Regions from separate parts of the Sus scrofa genome. Here region 2 is linked to region 1. A link is a contact called in public HiChIP or PLAC-seq data. All regions are on one chromosome and are shown on one strand. The core of a region is the stretch at or near the end of the contact, and the rest is flanking DNA. Distances in the headings are between cores, read along the strand shown.

Region 1 (7,580 bases), core at 3,065-5,564:
CTACACCACAGCTCATGGTAATGGTAGATCCTTAACCCACTGAGCGAGGCCAGGGATCGAACCACATCCTCATGAATACTAGTCGGATTCGTTTCTGCTATGCCACAATGAGAACTCCAGAAAAGATCTTTTTAAAAGTTAATCTTTTAAAAAAGTTAGAGGTGTCAGAGTTCCCACCGTGGCTCATCAGTAAGGAATCCGACTTGAATCCATGAGGACGTGGGTTCAGTTCCTGGCCTCGCTCAGTGGGTTAAGGATCTGGCGTTGCCATGAGCTGTGATGTAGGTTGCAGACTCAGCTCAGATCCTACATTGCTGTGGCTGAGGTGTAGGCCAGGAGCTGCAGCTCCAATTCGACCCCTAGCATGGGAACTTCTACATACCGAGGGTATGTTCCTAAAAAGCCAAAAAAAATAAAGTTAGGAGTCTCGGATGAGCAGTGAGGAGACCCAATTATGCTAGATCTGACTGGGCTCTTCACTGGCCCTGTGACCTTGGTTAAGTGACTTATTTCCCTGATTTGACTTCTCTACAGGTAATGTAAATGATTTGGGCAAACTCATTATTCTCAAAACTTCTCAACTGAAGTGGCCAAATAAGTTTAGGGAATGGTAAATGTTTTATCTCCTTCAAGACTGACAGTGCACTCTCCATGGTAATATAGGCAGATGAAGCGGGTCTGGTTTTATCACTGCTTCTGGCAAAGGCTCAGAGCCGAGCAGTCCTCTGTGAAACCACTTGAGGGATTCTGGAGCAGATTATTTCCAAGGCTCACTTCAGCTCTAGAATTTGATAAACTTGTGGGGTGGAAGGCAGCCTTTCATCATGTTAGTCTGTCTTCATGTTGATGAATTAGAAGCTCATTCTCCCTGGAACCAGTCCCCTTTGGGAGATGGTTGAAACTTGGAAGCCTAAGAGCTGGGCGCTTTGGCATGTATTTCATTCCATCCACAAACTATACCAAAACCACAAAAAGGAGTGCACAATTTAATAGTGCAAGAGAAGATCAGTGGGGTGGACCAGTTAGGTGATGTGGAAAATCTTTGTGTGAGAAGATCTTTGGCGTGCATTAATAAACCTCAAAAGTGTCACTTGACATTTTTGTATGTTGTCAGAATTCATTTATTTTTTAGGGCTGCACCCACAGCATGTGGAGGTTCCCAGGCTAGGGGTCGAATCGGAGCTATATCCACTGGCCTATGCCACAGCCACAGCAACGTGGGCTCTGAGCTGCATTTGGGAGCTACACTGCAGCTCACGGCAACGCCAGACCCTTAACGCACTGAGTGAGGCCAGGAATTGAACCTGCGTCTTCATGGATGCTAGTCAGATTCGTTTCTGCTGAGCCACAACAGGAACCCCCAGAATTCATTTTTATCTTTTTCTTCTAGTTTTATAGCAGTATAATTGACATACAGCACTGTGTAAGTTTAAAGTATATAGTGTAATGATTTGACTTATGTATATCATGACATGATTAGCAAAGTAAGTTTCATGAACGTTTAAAATACTTTTTTCCACACACAGAAACAGCACATTCTGTCTTGGGCCCAGATGCAAATGATGTTGTTATTACTGTTCCATTTGATTTTGGAGAAAAGCAAAAAAATGCTCTTGGGTAAGTATGGTATGGGTTTCTCTTGTTTAGTTAAAGGAAATAGAAATTTTGCAATATTGCTATATAGTAAAAGGTAAAATTGTGTTGGAAAACTCCTTACACAATGAAATTGTATGTGTAAATACATGTGTAAATATACATATATATATTTACATTTGTAAATCCTGTGGTAAAAAGTATGATAATAATCGTTAGTATTTCCTATATTTTATGAATTTCAAAAAAAACCATAAAATTAGATATACTTTCTTAGCTGTTTTGATTGGAAACATTTTCACTTACTAGGTTAAGATGTTTACAAGCCACGTTACCTTGCTTTCAAGTGATAGAGGCTTATGTGGGAATTATATTAAAAATATGCAGTTGTAGAAAATATTCGCCACTGTTTTTTAACCTTAGCTTAACATCTAAACAAAAAGTTGTATTTAGTTTTTACAGGTCATTCCTCAAACGTGACTGGCAAGCTCCCACACTTTTGCTCTGTGGATAGAGTTCCCTGTGGGGCTTCGCTGAAACACCCAAGTGGCTTCTGGGGCAGAGAATTGCTTTATGTACTTGTACTTGTGGGATGTTAAAACTGTGCCTCTAGGAGTTCCCTTCGTGGCTCAGCAGTTAACGAACCTGACTAGGATCCATGAGAATGTGGGTTCGATCCCTGCTTTGCTCAGTTGGTTAAGGATCCTGAGTGGCTGTGGTGTGGGCCGGGAACCTCCATATGCCGCAGGTGTGGCCCTAAAAAGCCAAACATAAATAAATGAAAATTTTAAAAAATAAAAATAAAATAAAACCGTGCCTCTGAATTAAATAAATTAGAATATTATAGAACGTATTTTAAATATTTCCTAATCTCTCTTTCTGAAGTTTGCAAGCTTGAGCATTTGGGGAGCTTTCTTTTCCTTATTCACTGTAAGCACATGGTACTTTCTTTGACTTCTTAACATTATTTTAAACAGAAAGTGATCTGCTTTTAAGGCCTTAGGCCCATTTCTTATGTTGGGTTATCGTCTAAAGATCATTACCCTTCACGTTCTACTTGTGAAATCTTATTTGCTATTGCATAAAATCTTTAGCAGAGCATTTCTGAAAATGTAGACCTGAACATGTGGTGACACTAAGTTCATTAAAAACGAATTGTCCACAGGGAGGCAGCCAGAGCTGCTGGCTTTAATGTTTTGCGACTAATCCACGAACCATCTGCAGCTCTTTTGGCTTATGGAATTGGACAAGACTCTCCCACTGGAAAAAGGTAAAAACCATAGTTGCAGCTTTAAGTTCTTCAGTGCAGAAAATAGATTATAGCAATTATATCAGTAGAGATTGGTATATTACGCAGTGGTTCTAAGCCTCTGTGGATAGAAAGACGTCAAAACTTTCACCTAGAGTTTTTCAAATAGGTGAGAAAGATGTCCTAGGAAAGCAGAGAGAGGATGTAACAGGAGGGAAGGTTGAGCCTTCCCCCCCCCTTCTCTCATCACCTACACTTTGTCCCTTTAGGGGAGGAAGATTTGAAATTATAAGTCCCTCCAAGTTCCAACTGAAGCTCTAGAGCACTGTTGATTTTACTATCAATTTTCATTATTAAACATGCTTAGGAGGAGTTCCTGTTGTGACTCAGTAGTTTACAAACCCAACTAGTATCCATGAGGATGTGGTTTGATCCCTGGCCTCACTCAGTGGGTTAAGGATCCAGCATTGCTGCAAGCTGTTGTGTCAGTAGCAAATGTGGCTCAGATCTGGCATTGCTGTGGCTGAAGCGTAGGCTGGCAGCTGCTGCAGCTCCGATTCAACCCCTAGCCTGGGAACTTCCAAATGCCTCAAGTGCAGCCCTAAAAAGCCAAAAAAAAAAAAAAGCTTGCTTAGAAACAGTGAGGACTTTTATGTACATTTGTCTTGGCAGGAGAAGGGGAAAATCCAGCATCAAGACTTCGTTTGATAATGAAAGAGTAAGACATACTCCTAATTTAATTGTCAAAATGTGTCTTAATTGACCGGACACATTATACAACTTTAGGGAAATCAATTCATATGTATTAATTTTCCCTAATGGAGTCATTTCATTCATATCTCAGTTAAAGGAACTAATGGAGTTCCCACCGTGGCTCAGTAGAAACGAACCCGACTTGTATCCATGAGGATGCAGGTTCAATCCCTGGCCTCGCTCAGTGGGTTAAGGATCCAGTGTTGTCATGGCTGTGGTATAGACCAGCAGCTGTAGCTCTAATTCATCTCCTAGCCTGGAAACCTCCATATGCTGCAGGTGCAGCCCCAAAAAGCCAAAAAAACCACTAATATGTATAAATCACTAGGAAGTTATTTTTAGGTGGAATATAAATATAGAATAGCAAAAATTTTGAATTTTGATATATAGGAAATTTGTCCCTAGTTTTGCGTATGTTTTATATTTATAGAACATGCTATTGTGTTAGTAGCTAGGACAATTTTAACAAAATTTCTATATTGATTCTCTTACAATTCACTTTAATTACAACTCTCATTTTTATTTACTTTGAGAAGTTAGTGTTTTGAACTCCAGTTACTCAGAAGAATACAGTTTTAGCAGCACAACTAAATGAAAAAGAGCTTTGACTCAGAATCAGAAGATCTGGTTTCTAGGCTTGATTTGTCACTAAGTGATGACCATGGGTGACTTAATTACTCATGTGAGATTTTTCACTTTCCTCATCTGTGATTTAAGGGGATTAATCTAAGTGACGTCTTAGTTGAAGAAGTCCAGCCTGGCTTTGCAGTATTGTGATCCTCTCTTAACTTAGTCATGTTATCTTTTTCTTAAGCAATATTCTGGTATTCAAACTTGGAGGCACATCCTTATCTATCAGTGTCATGCAAGTTAACAGTGGAATATATCGTGTTCTTTCAACAAACACTGATAATAACATCGGAGGCACACATTTCACAGAAACCTTAGCACAGTACCTAGCTTCTGAGTTTCAGAGGTGAGTATTAATGGACTTGATGACCTATTTCATTTGAAGTTTATCTTCAGGTTTAATATTTTTCTTAGTTTATTTGAAATCACCCTTTTTCACAGGAGGACGTGTTTTTTTCTGGTGTACTGGATATTTTCGTGTCTAAGGTTATAAAGTCTGTTCTGGCAGAGGAGAAGCAGAGAAGCCAAGCTTCACAGGGCAGTGTACTTGAATTTTTTACTTAGTGTAAGGGACCACCAGATACTGAATTACGTGAACTTGGATCTCAAGTTCCAGATTCTTCGGTGGCTGCCTTATGTCTGGATGAAGGAAGGTATAGGCACTGAGGCCTCATTACCGTCTCAAGAGTTCTTAGAAGTGTAGAAGACTATGTTATAGTCATATTCCAGTGAATTAATGTCTTACAGAGTGTTTAATTAACAATCTGCTACCATAAGGAATATTTTAGTTTTGTTACTGTAGGTAATTATGCCATTCAAAATCCTAATCTTGTTTGGCCCATCATGACTCAATAGATAAAGGTTATATATGGGACATTATTGCTCTAAAAAGTAGCTGAGGAATTCCCTTGGTAGTTTAGTAGAAACAAATCTGACTAGCATCCATGAGGATGCAGGTTTGATCCCTGGCCTCGCTCAGTGGGTTAAGGATCCCACGGTGCCATGAGCTGTGGTGCAGGTCACAGACATGGCTCAGATCTGGCGTTGTAGCTGTGGCATAGGTCAGCAGCTACAGCTCTGATTTGACCCCTAGCCTGGGAACCTCCATATGCCGCCCATGTGACCCTAAGAAGACAAAAAAAAAAAAAAGTAGCTGAAACATTTTCATCAGTTTGACTAAACTGGGTGAAAAAAGGTCTTGAAAAGGTAATAATTTCTCACTTGTTTAATGAAGTTCTAGAGTTCCTGTTGTGGCTCAGTGGATTACGAACCGACATTGTGTCCATGAGGATGCGGTTTTCAGTCGCAGGCCTCACTCAGTGGGTTAAGGACCTGGCATTGTTGCAGCTGCTGTATAGGTCGTAGATGTGTCTTGGGTCTGGTGTTGCCATGGCTGTGGCATAGGCCTTACCTGTAGATCCGATTCAACCCCTAGCACGTGAACTTCCATGTGCCGCAGATATGGCGGTAAAACAAAATTTTTGTAATTAAAAAAAATGTTTTAAAGTAAAGATCTAGGGGAGTTCCCGTCCTGGCGCAGTGGTTAACGAACCCAACTAGGAACCATGAGGTTGTGGGTTCGGTCCCTGCCCTTGCTCAGTGGGTTAACGATCTGGCGTTAGGTTGCAGACACGGCTCAGATCCCGAGTTGCTGTGGCTCTGGCGTAGGCCGGTGGCTACAGCTCCGATTCGACCCCTAGCCTGGGAACCTCCATATGCCGCGGGAGCGGCCCAAAGAAATAGCAAAAAGACAAAAAAGTAAATAAATAAATAAATAAAATAAATAAATAAATAAAGGAAAAAAAAGAAAAAGAAAAAAAAGTAAAGATCTATACTGCTTTTTGTCATAAAGGTATACTAGCTCAAGGGAGGAAATTGTTGATTTTACTGCAAATTTCAGTTATAAAACATGTTTAGAAATAGGGCCATCAATCACTACTTAGCAAGCAGTTTTAACAGTTAACTTACCTTGCAGGTAGAGGAATGGTAATTTTACATATTTTATGTTTCAAATTTCTTTGAAGAAGCACTTTTTGTTCTAGTTCTTCTTTTTTTTTTTTTTTTTTTTTGGTCGTTTCGTCTTTTTAGGGCCACACCCGCGGCTAGGGGTTGAATGGGAGCTGTAGCTTCTGGCCTACACCACAGCAACAGCAATGAAGGATCCACGCTGTGTCTGCAGCCTACACAACAGCTTATGGCAACGCCAGATCCTTAACCCACTGAGTGAGGGCAGGGATTGAACTTGCATCCTCATGAATACTAGTTGGGTTCATTAACCACTGAGCCACGACGGGAATGCCAGTTCTTCTTTTTTTTTTAATGCTAGACAGTTAATTTTATACCATCAAACAATAATCATGCTGCGATTGTAGAGGGTGGAGTATGAAACATGACCAGGTTGCATGAATCTTCTTTAGCCTCCATTTGTCTCATCTGCAAAAAGATGAAAGCTACTGTAACATTATAGTGGTTACAGAATCTAGCAATTGCAAATCTCAAGTATGGTGGTTATTTACATTTCTTGAAACCCTTCTTTATTTTTATTTTTATTTATTTTTTTATTCGCTGCACCCACAGCATGTGGAAATTCCCAGGTCAGGGATTGAATCCAATCCAAGCTGCAGCTGCAGCAGTGCTGGGTCTTTTAGCCCACTGTGCTGAACCAGGATTGAACCTGCACTACTGCAACAAGCAGAGCTGCTGCAGTCAGATTCTTAACCATACTATGCCACGGCGGTAACTCCAAGACCCTTCTTTAAATTTCAGAGGATTTTTCTTTTGGAGAGTTGGAAGCCAGATACTAAAATCTAGTATTAATATTGATTCATGAGCTTATTATTATCATAATAGGGATTATCTAGATTTTAATAAATTCTAAATGACCTAGTAATTTTTAAACTTCGAAGACTATGTTTTTCATTTAGATCGTTCAAACATGACGTGAGAGGAAATGCCCGAGCCATGATGAAATTGATGAACAGTGCTGACACTGCAAAACATTCTTTGTCAACACTGGGAAGTGCCAACTGTTTCCTTGACTCGCTGTATGAAGGTCAGGATTTCGACTGCAATGTGTCCAGGTAAAACTAAAGTTCAAAAAACTTTTAAAAATTACAAACGCGTTCATATTTAGATATAATTTTCTCACTTCGTATTTTCTGTTTGTTCGCGTGAGACTTATAGCCCTCTGTAAAAGGAGAGCTTTTCTGTCTTTACTTCTGGGATCCAGTTTTTGTCAGACTAAATAACTGTTCCCAAATTAATCATGTCAGATGTGATTGCCCTGTTATGTTATAGCTGCAAAGAGCCATGTGTGAAAAATGCATCCTGGATCTTTGAAAGAAAGATGAGAGGG
Region 2 (7,580 bases), core at 2,867-5,366, 270 kb before region 1:
TGTAGGTTGAAGCCCCATCCCCCAATGTGACAGTACGTGGAGGTGGGTGGGCCCTTTGTGAAATGGCTAGGATTAGACCAGGTCATGAGGGTGGGGCCCCCAGGATGGGATTAGTGTCCTTTAGAAGGAAGAAACAGCAGAGCTGGCGCTCCCCACCCCCGCCACCACACAAGGACACAGTAAGAAGGCTGCTGTCCCTAAGCCAAGAAGAGCCTCTTCCCCAGGAATCCACTCAGCCAGCACCCTCATCTCAGACTTCCAATAAGGGAACCGTGAGAAATGAACCTCTGTTGTTTAACCCACCCAAGTCTATGATAGTTTGATATAGCAGCCCGAGCCGCTAGGACACATCCTCAATTCAACTGTCCTCAAAGGCACGCCAACCTCCCTCCAAGGGGCTCCTGGGGCTCCTCGGGGTGAGGCCAACTGCTCCCCACCTAGGCTTCAGAGCTGAAAGGGAAACTAGAGCAATGCTAATTTCTGAAACATATTCAGTGCTCACAGCATCAGGAACGAAAGCAACACAAGCAACAAAGACCAGGGACTTTTTAATGGAAACCCTTTCAGCCTTGAGCTTTCCCTTGTACACAAAAAGCTCCCTTTGTAAACTAAGGGGATTTTTGGCAAAAGTTCAAACGTATACACATTTGTAGGAGGTGTGGGCTCTGCGTTGGGGAGTCAACTAAACTGACTCTTCCCTTTTTCTGCTTGAACCCCACACATGCATTCAGTTCCCTCCAGAGGCTTGTCAATCTAAGACACCAAGCCTTCACTTTTCCCACAGGCTGTCTTGCAGTCCCAGGAAAACAAAAAAGAGCCCTGAGTTTCTCCAGGTACAGTCACAGGTGGAGGAAAACTCGAAATAAGAATCGGGGGAAAATGACAGCAACCTATGTGGCAAACAAGGAACAGAGAAAAAACAAAAAACCTAGAAACAAGGTACCTGCTTTTCAACCAGCAGGTGTCAGGTGCCACAAGGCCTGAAAAGCATCGGAGCTTTCATCATCACTGAAATGGGAGGGAGCTCACTGTTAATTGGAAAATAATCAAGGTTTCAAAAATTTACATATTCCCACAGAAGCCTGAGAGAATCACTTGAGTGATGAAGAGATACATCCTCCATAATCCAGATCCTACAGAAGCGAAATAAAAGTTTTCCTCCTCATTCAAACAAGAGGTTTTAAGGATGCTTATGTGTTTTAAGCACAATTTATGATGCCTGCAGTACTCTCATGTTTACTTGGTAGCCTAGATCCTCAAGGAAATTCTTCCTTTCTTAAAAGAAAGCCTTAACCATCGCTGGTTCCTCCAGCCATCCACGTATGTAGAACTCAAACCACTTATCACTGTGTTGACAGCACCCAGGTCTCCAGCCAACAGGAATTAGGCCTTTTGCCCTCAGTACCTCCATCAGGCTACTCACTCTGGCATCTCCAGCAAACCCTGTTGCTAACCAAAAATACTATTTGTTCTATGTTTTCCCCAAGTCTTGACACATCAACAGTAGCAATACGGATTAAGTAAAAGAACAGGATGGGCTGGTAACAGCGAATGCCCTGCCCGACCCCAGTTCCATCCGAAATGGAGAACGCTGCTGCTCTTGCTTGCTCAAGTTACCTAAGTTTGAAATGGTTTCACTTCTTTTGCTGCAATAGGATTCATTACTCAAGAACTCGGCATCCAGAAACTTCCCATCATCAGCTTCTGACTTCTCTCACAGCTCTTGTCCAAAAGTTGAGAACACTGTCTGTTTTCAACTCCACACACAAGAGGAGCTACTGGTTAATTTAATTAAATGAAAAGGCCAAGGACAAAGGACATGTCAACACATTCACAATGAAAAGTTGTCCTCTCCTCACAGCTGGTTATAAAGGAAATCATTAATTGCTTCCGGAAGAACAGTTAGAAAATAATTCTCTAACAAGAAACTGCAGATTTATCATGATAGCTAACTACTTCCCTTATGCCTTAAAAAAAAAAAAAAAATCTGAAAAGCTTAATTAAGACAGGATAGTTTTACTTATTTAAAATTAGTATTCAAAAGTAAAATGTAGTCAAAGGGCCATGAACAATGAGATAATTCTCTTCAAAAGTTTTCAAGGCAATTCAAAGAACAAAACCTCCTTCCTGTAGTTTATAATCTTACAAATGTCAAACTGAGTAAGTGTCCAAGTATTTAGGAGTCCAATTTTAGATTTTTAACTTTAGTCTCTAGAACAAAATCTAAAACACAACAGTATGTGTGAAACTAAGAAGGGCCCTATCAACTTTATTTTCATAATTTCCTCCATGAAGCTTCAGGGCTCAAGTCACAAACCTTATTTTCCACTTATAAAACAGATATTAGCTCTGGGGAAAAAAAAAAAAAATTCTGTGTTGCCACTCTGTGTTCCTAAATTTCATTCTGTTAGCCATTTACAAAAGCCAATGTCAAGGACTCATTTAAAGCACTGTTATTCTCTGCACATTTACTGGCTCTAAAGCTGATAAACTTCCTGAAATACCTTGGATCAATGGCTTTCGAATTTTTCTGTCTGTAATCCTCTTTATGCACAGGGACCCAACAATACCTGCATACTGAAATCAGCTGCAGTGAAAGTTTCCAGAAGCAATACTAGCTTTGTGCTAGATAGATACATTGTCATTACTTTTCGCTGTTTCTTTCTTTTTGGTAATTCCTGTTGTGACCCACTAAATTGATTGTGTGACCCCTTAATGGATGCAGCTTGGAAAATCCTGTCCTAATTCATTTACTTAAACTTGCCACAATAACTTGGCAGGACTCCGAGTATGAAGGAAGACACCTCGAAAGTCCGAACGGAAAATTGGCTGAGCAGCTGGTGGGAAGCACTTAAAAACCATGAGCTTTTAAGTTTATCTCAGTTCCTATTACTGACCCTAAAGCCATCATCTTCTCCTCTGCCTAGTTATTAAAATATCCTTACTCCAATTGTCAAGGAATACCCTCAGATCCTTCTAGCTAGGTGTGAAGGAATAAAGGAATACAAATTAAAGATCACTTATGGAATTTGTTTGTTCAAAGTTCAGTAAACCTTCTTCCCAGGGATGATGGAACATGTGGGAGAGAGATGACTGAGGAAGTATTTTCTCCCCTTATTAAAGTATCTTTTTTTTTTTTTTTTCATTGCACCTGCAGAATGTGGAAGTTCCCAGGCCAGGGATCGAACACATGCTAAAGCAGTGATCCCACCTGCTGCAGAGACAACACCAGACCCTTTACCTCTAGGCCACCAGGGAACTCCTTAAAGTGTTTTTTAAAGTTGTTGTTGTTGTTTTGGTTTGATTTTTGGCTATGTCCACAGCATATGGAAGCTCTTAGGCCAGCGCTCAAACCAATGCCACAGCAGCGACCAGAGCCACTGCAGTGGTAACACCAGATCTTTCACCCGCTGCATTACAAGGGAACTCCTTTAAAAAAATTTTTTTAAAGCATTTTCAATAGTTTCTCTATCCACAAATGGTAGACTACTACAACAATATTTAAAACAAGGAGTTCCCACTGCAGCTCAGTGGAAAAGAATCTATCATTCATGAGGAAGCAGGTTCAATCCCTGGCCCCACTCAGTTGGTTAAGGATCTGGAATTGCCATGAGCTGTAGTGTAGGTCGCAGATGCGGCTCAGATCTGACGTTGTTGTGGCTGTTGTGTAGGCCAGCAGCTACAGCTCCAATTTGACCCCTAGCCTGGGAACCTCCATGTGCCTGCCTCCTAGCCTGGGCCCTAAGAAGCAAAAAAAAAAAAAAGACAATTTTTAAAATGAAATTTAATGTCATTTGCCTATTTTTTTAAACTACAATGTAACACAGATTCTTAAAACCAGAGCAGTAATTTGATTTGCATATGGTTTTAAGAAGCAGAACAAAATTCCACACACTCAACCCGAGTTCACAATGAGTAAGAGGAAGTTCTCCAGTCAGATACCTGCAACCCAACAGTCAAAGGTCACTGACGCCCACTACATGGGAAACTAGGCAGAAACATGGTAAGGGAGAAAACTTGAGAACTGGTCTATTTTTCCTCCTGGTAAAAAGAGACACAGCAACACTAAAGGTGGTATCAGACAGTAGAAAGGGCTAGGCTTTCACGCCTGAGAGAGTCACAGCTCTGCCACGTATTAGCGGGATGACCTAAGTTGAACAACACAAAAGCAGGCGCACTCTTCGTTATGGGAAGGCCCGAATTTGCACCTAAGCTAACTCACTTCAAAACCTGAGTGGGAGGTTGCCTGCTGAGCCCCAGGTTCCTTATCTTTCCCTCTCAGGGGTGCAGTTGGGAAGAATGCCTGTGACAAGAACTCATCACCACCCCGTCCCAGAATCCCAGCTGCCATCATCCCGGGTCACCTAAGATTTCACATAAGCAGGCTTCACCTGTTCAAAGTCAGAAACTTCTTTTTTCCGAGGCAGAAACTGTGTCTTTTTTCTCTCCCACCCTCCCTGTCCCACTCTTCAAACACCTCTCCCACGAATACCTTTCACTGACCGGAGGAAACAGGACCTATGTCATCAGCACTGGAGGCAGAGTATATAAGACTTATCATGAGTATATTTACTAAGGGAAGGGAGGGAGGTGTCCAGTGTTTGTCTGGCGGTGCCAAGTTGTCAGGCTTCATGTGAAGCCAAGACAATGCCAGGCAGGGAGCCGTGAAGGCTGGGACTCAAATGCTGCAGCACAAGGGCTTTAGAACAATCACCCGGATTAAGCTTTATTTACCCAAAAGGGCCTTGACCAGGGGCAGAATGAAGGCAGGAGAGCAACAGGGCCAGTTGTGACTTGGGGATCTGGCAGGAACGAGAGGGGCAGGGCCTCAAATATGCCAGGAATTCTGCTGAAGGCAATAAAACAGTCTCACAATGGAGGGTAGCATTGCATTCAGTCTGTTTTGGAAATAGGAAGTACCAGGCGAGAGTCGTTAATAAGTGTCGACAGAACTTTTCAAAAGAGGGGCACATTCTCCCTGGCTTTCCTGTCTGTCTACCTTAGTTGGCAAATGCCACCCCCTCCACTTCCCTACCCCAGAAAGTGGGTCAGCAGAAGCAGTGACGGGCCCTTCGATGGAAAGAACCAAAGCACATCAACCAAGTTAACTGAACCAAGTCGATGAAAGACACGTTGATAAGACACTATCACCTAATTGCTGAATCGGGTCATTTTTTGAGACAAATAGAGATGAACTGTGTGAGTATGTGCCCTTAGGGTACGACAGGTTAGTTACACAAGTTAGACTTCAACTGTTAGTTGTCATGGCAACAGTGGACAACAATGTCTGCTCAGATTCATATTTAGCAGTTCGGCTCTTTGTTTTGCCCTCTACAGCTACGGCTAATTATATAAACTACTTTCCAAGTATTAAGAAGTCATTAGTTTGCCAAACCAAAGGGGAATACCACCCAGAATAAGCACGACTTGGAAAGTCCATAAATCTAAAGGACATAATTTGAATTTATGAATGTCCAGGAAGTAGACCATTGCTTTATACAACTATTTAATAATCTGAAGAGATACAGCTTCTTTTTACCTTTAGGGGAAAAAATTATGAAACTACCCACCAGATTAAATAATATTATCGAACAAAAGCATGTTAGATATTATCTAATACATCCATTATTTTAATTAGGTGCTGATGACATTACAAATTTAGTATCATTAAACATCATTGCCATTGATATTCTAATTTAACACCTGATTATAAAACAAAACTGGAAAGAATCCTAGACTAACAATCTTATTTGTCTTTTTAGGGCTGCACCCAGGGCATATAGAGGCACTCAAGCTAGGGGTCGAATCAGAGCTGTAGCTGCTGGCCTATGTCACAGCCACAGCAACCCCAGATCTGAGCCACATCTGTGACATCTATGACACCACAGCTCATGGCAACGCCAGATCCTTAACCCACTGAGCGAAGCCAGGGATCGAACCTGCATCCTCATGGATGCTAGTCAGATTCATTTCCTCTGAGCCACAACAGGAACTCCCTTACTTGTCTTTAGTTTTATTTTGCCTCATTCTCCTTTTTTAAAATATGTTCCATTTTCACCTCACCAGTAAGAAACAAATTTTGTTTTCTCTCAAAATGGTTCACTGCTGATTTAAAAAGATTCAAGCCAGTAGCTTGGAATAATTCAACATTATTTATTTCCTCATTACATCTGTTACTGACCTTTTTCTTTACAGTTAAACTAATAAACATGCTTTGTCAAAGGGCACAGGTCCAAGCATCAGAAATGCCAGGTCCAGGAGTTCCCATCGTGGCGCAGTGGAAACAAATCCAACTAGGAACCATGAGGTTGCGGGTTCTATTCCTGGCCTCACTCAGTGGGTTAAGGATCCGGTGTTGCCGTGAGCTGTGGTGTGGGTCACAGACTCAGCTCGATCTGGCGTTGTTGAGGCTCCGTGTAGGCCAGCAGCTGTAGCTTCGATTAGACCCCTAGCTTGGGAACCTCCATATGCTGTGGGTGCGACCCTAAAGAGACTAAAAGACAAAAAAAAAAAAAAAAAAAGAAAGAAAGAAAGAAAGAAAGAAATGCCCGGTCCAGAGTTGCCATCGTGGCTCAGAGGGTTAGGAACCAGATTAGTATCCATGCGGATGTGGATTAAGGATCTGACGTTGCTGTAAACTGTGGTGTAGGTTGCAGATGTGGCTCGGATCTGGTGTTCCTGTGGCTGTGGTATAGACTGGCAGCTGCAGCTCTGATTTGGCCCCTAGCCTGGGAACTTCCATATGCCGCAGGTGAGGCTGTAAAAAAAAGAAAAGAAAAGAAAAATGCCTGGGCCACAATAGGCAATGTGCCTTCAGAAAATGACCCATGACCTCTGGAGTCAGTTTCCTGAGAACCCTAGACCAGGAGATGAGAGATCCTCACTAACCAGGGCAGTCTAATCTCAACCTGCAGACTTCCTTTTATACACACACACACACACACACACACAGCACTGGGCTCCAAAAGAACCAGGTCTTTCAAAGCCACAAACACTCCCCCATTCCTCCCAAAAAAGAGAAAGCAGAAAGCAAGAAATTCACTTTTCGCTCATCTGAAGCTATAATACAAAATAATAGGGTGACTCCTAGGAAGACCTATGAGCAGAGGAAATCCAGATGAAAGCCTGTGCTCCTCACCGCCCGAGTCTTGCGACTTTCCACACTCGGAGGTTGGCAGGCAGGGTAGTAACGCAAAGCGCTAAGAAAGCACAGCAGCGTTCTCGCAATACTCCATGTAAAAAGGGGCACAAGGGCATCAATACCGAGTGCTTTCAAATGCCCTTCCAAAGGGTCCTCCTCTGTCATCAGAACCAAGTGGTTTCCCCATCAGCAATTTGATACCGGAAATTTACAATCAAGTAGTCCATGGTGACTCTCCCCAAAACCACACAAGACTATAAGTGCTGATCAATCAGGGAGTTTTCTGGATTCTTCCTGGCTCAGCCTGGATGCTGTGATCGACAAGATATATACCAGTCAGCATTTGGCTTGCCAGCCATCACCGGGGTCACTGTATTCTCATTAGTCTCCGCCCCGAGGAATGAGAATTCTGCTCCTGACAAGCTGTGCCAGCCTCCAG

What was found. HiChIP or PLAC-seq counts read pairs in DNA pulled down with a chosen protein or histone mark.
Region 2: an H3K27ac HiChIP or PLAC-seq map of alveolar macrophages shows a contact between it and region 1. The contact joins two enhancer-like sites. A contact is called at or near these places in 2 of 5 promoter capture datasets (fetal liver and liver) and 1 of 2 datasets of contacts at active chromatin or transcription factors (alveolar macrophages).

Annotation. Positions count from the first base shown.
Region 1 is chr10:46,916,930-46,924,509 of Sscrofa11.1, reverse strand. It overlaps HSPA14 (heat shock protein family A (Hsp70) member 14), which reads left to right. Exons shown (of 14, transcript NM_001243393.1): 6 at 1,527-1,617; 7 at 2,759-2,863; 8 at 4,410-4,571; 9 at 7,150-7,305. Among named protein-coding and RNA genes, the nearest start is that of HSPA14, 15 kb to the left of the region's middle. Within about 2 kb of position 4,314, at least 2 of the 83 cell types and tissues checked have an H3K27ac peak or open chromatin away from gene starts, as enhancers often do. A contact at or near this core is called in alveolar macrophages, where this site is marked.
Region 2 is chr10:47,188,012-47,195,591 of Sscrofa11.1, reverse strand. All of the region lies in intron 1 of FAM107B (protein FAM107B), which reads right to left. Among named protein-coding and RNA genes, the nearest start is that of FAM107B, 51 kb to the right of the region's middle. Within about 2 kb of position 4,116, at least 27 of the 83 cell types and tissues checked have an H3K27ac peak or open chromatin away from gene starts, as enhancers often do. A contact at or near this core is called in alveolar macrophages, where this site is marked.